2 separate regions of the Oryctolagus cuniculus genome follow, and region 2 is linked to region 1. A link is a contact called in public Hi-C data. All regions are on one chromosome and are shown on one strand. Each heading gives the region's core, a stretch centred on a gene start, on an enhancer-like site or on the middle of the called end of the contact. The rest is flanking DNA. Distances are from core to core; before and after follow the strand shown.

The links. Hi-C and Micro-C count contacts between places; a contact is called where the count stands out from the background.
Region 2: a contact with region 1 is called in a Hi-C map of psoas muscle, with 5 times the contacts expected there. The contact joins the promoter of TRIB1 here to the enhancer-like site in region 1. A contact is called at or near these places in 5 of 6 Hi-C or Micro-C datasets (ear pinna, embryonic fibroblasts, psoas muscle and 2 more).

The regions. Positions count from the first base shown.
Region 1 is chr6:150,866,983-150,869,682 of mOryCun1.1, forward strand. The region is part of intron 4 of NSMCE2 (NSE2 (MMS21) homolog, SMC5-SMC6 complex SUMO ligase); the gene reads left to right. Among named protein-coding and RNA genes, the nearest start is that of WASHC5, 130 kb to the left of the region's middle. Within about 2 kb of position 1,384, at least 3 of the 8 cell types and tissues checked have an H3K27ac peak or open chromatin away from gene starts, as enhancers often do. A contact at or near this core is called in ear pinna, where this site is marked.
Region 2 is chr6:151,043,754-151,046,453 of mOryCun1.1, forward strand. It overlaps TRIB1 (tribbles pseudokinase 1), which reads left to right and starts at 1,396. Exons shown (of 3, transcript XM_002710613.5): 1 at 1,396-2,508. The coding sequence starts at 2,140.

The sequences.
Region 1 (2,700 bases), core at 134-2,633:
TGGCTCTGTCCAAGTTCCTGAGAGCTGCAGAAGAGGGGGAAGACGTGCAGATGCTGAGCTCCCGCACCTGCTGTTCCGCAGCGCCCCCTGAGAGGAGTATGGGCACAGCCCGCAAGGCAGCCTCTCCAAGGAGCGTTCCACTGGCTTGTTTGTTTTACAGTGCACTTTGAGGAGGCCTCGGTTTTACTTAATAAGGTACTCCCTTTGTTATTTCGTGGCATATTTTATAAGAAAATGCTTTTTCTTAGCATAGGAGCAAATTCTGCTAATTTGCTGAACAAAGCCATCTGCAAGGACATTTTAGCTTTCACTTCAGGCTTTGGCAGTTGTGGACAAATGATCATCCTGTTTGATGAGGTGTAAAATAACACACTTGAACTGAAGAATGAACACATTTCCAGATGCGATGTGAACAGTTTCTTCAAGTAACAATTTCCGAAAGATGGATTTTGATAGACTGTTTACAGTGTTACCAAAGTGTCTCCTGAGTCTCTCTCAAGTTGCCCCCACTTGGTACCCACACGTGTACCACTTAACAATTACGGACACTTTTGATTCAATTCAGACTTTACTGCAAAAGAAGAATGCATACCATTTTGTTCAGTCAGAATCTAGCATTCTTTCTTGAACTTTCTCTTGGCACGTTAAGCTGACATATTGGGCATGGAGATGATGCACTGGAAATAACGCATTCCTACCCCGAGGACTGTGTGACTTTCAACTAACTACGTACGTGGCCCAGTTGTCATGTGGGTTTACTTTTATACCATGCCCGGCTCTGACATTTTAAGCTAACATTTTTGACATTCACCAGAAAAGGAAGGTGACTGTACAGTGATCAGATGATAAATTCTAATCATGGGACATTCACATTTATAATTGAAGAGAGTACATCCTTTGTAATTGAAGATAGTGCTCACGAGGACAGGGAGTAGCCAAGGGCAGAGAGCCGGGGTGAACAGCTGCTCTCCCTGCACTGGGTCCCCTCCTATCGGCAGCCAGCATCAGGCTAGATCTCCTTTGTGATTCTCCGGGGCCTCTGGGGTTTGGGAAGTCAGTTCCAGCGTTGGAGTCCACTCTGGGTTAGTGTTTCCCTGTCCCACTTTCTGACTCCTGGAGGAAGGAATGCACTTGTCTGAGAGGGAGTGGAAATGACTCTTGAGAATAAAAACTTGATTTTCATCCTAAGAAGGTGGGAGCCAGAGGAGGAGGAGCGAGAGGAGAGTTGGAAGCAGGGAAATAAGTGTGATTAGGGGAGGAAATTTGGGAGGGAGAATGGGACAGAAGATGGAGGAGAGGAAGAAATGACTTTCTCTCTTCCCCTTACTCCCCCCTTTTTGCCGCTCTGGTTATTTCTGCTTTTCCTAGTTTCCTCTTTTCTCTGCCCTTTTGATGGCACTGCCCTCCAACACTGTTCTCTCCTCTTCTCCCTCGTCTTTCTGTGTCTTTCTCTACCTGCTTCCACCCCACCCCCTTCAGCTGTCTTTGTGACCCCCATTCCCCTTCACAGAGTGTCCACCAGTGAGTGCTACAGGTACAGTCACGGCTGGTGCAGTCTCGGATAGCTCACTCTGACAAGCTTAATCAGACATTCCTGGTTCCCTTCAAATCAGAATGAGTCCCTGCCTTGGCGTGTTCATCCTGAAGTTGGGGGTGCAGTCCCCGGATCCGTGAGCAGGAGAGGGCCTGCCAGGACACTGCCATTGTGGAAGAGATTCCTGCAGTGGTGTCGGGCAGTGGTGAGGGAGTGTGCGCATCCTTGACTGGAGGATTGGTGAGGCTCAGAGAGCAAACCACACAGCTGGTGAGGGCGGGGCTAACTGGAATGCCAGCCTGGGCCTTCCCCCCCAGAGCTGCTGCTTTGGGACCTGCCAAATAAGGAGTCACATGTTGACTTACTCTGCCTTCTGTTTAGAGCTAAGGACAACTTTTGTTAATATGTTTTTCTAAGCCACAGCATTAACTCTTGGTTTTTGATCATGTCTACAGCTGTATATTGCAATTAATACTAAAAATGGAGAAGCCCTCTGCTTTGCTGGTAACTTTTTGGTGTTTGTAAATCTGAGTAAGTGTTCATTAGAATTTCCTTATATCTAATCATTTTTCATTTTCTGACAGTAAAAATGGGTATATTGTAAAATATTCAGTTTAGATGGCAAAGTGAAAATCACCTGTAATCCCATTACCCACAGATAACCATATATCAACATCTTGTATATTTCCTTAGTCTTTTTTTTATAAAATACATATTTGCAAAATTGAGATCAGTTTAGTATCCTGATTATTTCACTCAGCAGTGTTGGCTCAGTAAATATTTCAAAACAATTTTAAATTGATCCCTAATGTCCCATTTATGTGTGCACCATTGATTTATTCCTCTTTGGATCATTGTCCTGTACCAATGTTACCTCCAGTCTATCAGTGGATAACAATTGATATTATCAATTTTTAATGTCAGAGTAATAGTCTAAAAATATCTTGTTCTGTGCATTGAGTCTTAAGTATCAAAATAACAGGTTTTGGATTTATTGTTATTGTATTATATATTACAGAAACTATATCATGGTAAATTTTTCCAGTTGACACTGAGTTTACCAGAAAAATTCAGAAGCTCACATAAGTGATTGGTGTTGTGTTTGGGCAAAAATTTATGAAAGTGCTCTGATGTATTTATTGAATTAGCGGACATTTTACATTAAG
Region 2 (2,700 bases), core at 146-2,645, 180 kb after region 1:
TGCTCAATTGCTCCACCACTGGTGAGCTATTTCCCCATCTTTCTGGGTCTCAGTGTTTTCCTCCGTGACGTGGACTAGAGGAGGTGGTGGTGGTCCCACAGGTTCCACGCTAGGCACAGGGACTCCCACCCTGGAGGCCGCATCTAATTCGAGCTGTTATTGCTGCTTTAATTTTCATCTATTAATCCCCAGCGCCTAGCCCTTAGTAGACGCTTAGTGTTTGTTGAATGCACGGAGAATTAATAAGGAAATGGATGTATTCCTAGGGCTCTACCTGGTTTTAGAAAGTTAACGATTTAGCAGAAGTTCAAGGTCGCCTGCCTTGGGCGTTCAGGGGCTCCAAACTGACCAGGTTCCGATTCCGAGCTGTTTTCACGGAGCTCGGCGCAGGGTCTGGCGCACACTTTGCGCTCACCCTAAGCACTCTGCAGCGTCCGCGGGGCCGTGGCCGCAATGACTGCCCCGCCTCCTCCACACCACCTACCCCGATGCCCAGGCTGGCACCCGCGCCCCAGACTCCGCGGCGCGTGCGGAGGCCCGGGGAGGGGCAGGGATCCGGCGGCCGCGGCCACGTGGGCCCCTTCCGCCCGCTCCCACATCCTTTGTTTCCCACCCGCCCGGCTCAGGAAGCTCTTTCTGCGAGTCACCGCGAAGGGGCGGCCCGGGAGCCTGGAGAAGCTATTTCCGTGCAACCCGGGCGGCGAGGAGGTGGAGGCGGCGCAGAAGGCCCCGTGTTTGCTTTCGTTTCGTCCAACAGAAGGTTCTATTTGTGGAAGCGAACAGACGCTGGGGATTAGAGCTGGGAGGAGGCAGGAAAAGGGAGGGGGGAGCCACATCCACTACCACGCACAGGTCTTCCCCGGAACTACCGCGTGGGGGTGAATGACTGTCTCTGGAACTCATCACCCTCCCCAGGCTCCCTCCGCACCCCCACCCCTCTCCTCTGGCTGCAGCCTGGCCGCCCACGGCTCCAACCGGAGCTCCCCAGGTGCTGGGCTGCGGGGGGATCCCCGGGGCCAAAGGCGTAACCGCGGGACCGCAGCGAGCGGCGGGTGCAGAGAACCGCGCCGCGCGTGCCCGCGGCCCATTGTGCTCGCTGTGAATGAGGCGCGCGCACCAATCAGCGGCCGCTTCGCCCCCCGAGGCCCCGCCCTCCCGCCCACTTCCCCGAGACCCTGACGTCACGGGAACTTTTCCTCCGCCCCCTCCTTCGGCCGCTCGCGCGGAGCCGGGGGCCTGCAAGGAGGGCGCGCGCCGCCTCCTGCCCTGCCCAGCCCGGGGGCCGAGTGCGCGCGCTCCGGGCGGCCCGGGACGCACCACCTGCGCCCGAGCGCGCGCCGCTCCGAGCATCCCAGGCCCGCGGGCCACCCCCCGCCCCCCAGCCTCCTGCCCCTCCCCCCCAGTCTCCTCCCTCCGCTCCGGGGACTGCTCGCCGGGTGGCGGAGCCGGAGTCGTCGCGGCCACCTCATTGCACAACCCGGCTCCCCAACTGTTTACACAGGCCGGCCTGTGAGTGTGTGTGTGTATACAGCGTGAGTCACCGGGAGGCGGAGGAGGTGGAGGAAAAGGAGAAGGAGGAGTGCGCTGGCCGGGATCGGCGCGGCGCACACACTCACTCACACTCAGTCACTCTCTCCGAGCGCGTCGCGCCCGCTCGCACACGCCCGCAGTCCAGGAGCGCGCGCAGGACCCCCGGGCGCCGCGGAAAAGTTGCTCCGGCTTTGATTGCTCCGGGACGTGCATTGGCTCCGCGGCTCTGCGCAGCCCGCGGAATCCTGTGCTCGTGGCCCGGGACCCCGGGAACGCAGGCCGCCGCCGCCTCTGGGACGGTCGGCAGCCTCGGCAACAATAGCGGCGGCCGCCCCCTGCGAGGGGGCCCCAAGTCGGCGGCCGCGGGGGTCCGAGGACCTGAGCCGGCCTCCGCCCCCCGGCCGCTGAGCCAGCGTGGTCTCCGCGTGTGCACCCGACAGCGCCGAGCAGCCACTCCCGCTGTGGCCCCTGTGGGGGCCGAGCCAAGCCCGCTCTGCAAACTCCATCCCGCGGGCTGGAAGAAGTCGCGGCGCCCTCGCCGAGCCCGCAGCGCCTTCCTGCGCGGATCCGGGGACTTACAAAGCCGGGACCGCCCCGGCCGGGGACGGGATGCGGGCCGGTCCCGTGCGCTCTTCCATGAGCGGCGCCTCGCAACCCCGGGGCCCGGCCCTGCTGCTCCCGGCCGCTCGGGGCACCCCGACCAAACGGCTGCTGGATGCGGACGACGCGGCGGCGGCGGTGGCGGCGGCGGCCAAGTGCCCGCGACTCTCCGAGTGCCCAAGCCCCCCGGACTACCTCAGCCCCCCCGGCTCGCCGTGCAGCCCGCAGCCCCTGCCCGCCGCGCCGGGAGCCGGCGGCAGCTCCGGGAGCGCGCCGGGGCCCAGCCGCATCGCGGACTACCTGCTACTGCCCCTAGCCGAGCGCGAGCATGTGTCCCGGGCGCTGTGCATCCACACCGGCCGCGAGCTGCGCTGCAAGGTAGGCGCCCCGGGGAGCACCCGGCGGGGGGATCGGGGGCGCGGGACGCGGTGCCCGACGTCCCTCCGACGCGGGGGGCTTGGGGGCAGGGCGGGTTGGTGCGGGGAGCCCGACCAGGCGGCCATTGACCGAGTTCACCCTTTTGGAGAGAGGTGTAAAGGGGGGATTCGCAGGCAAGCGGAAGTGCAGGGT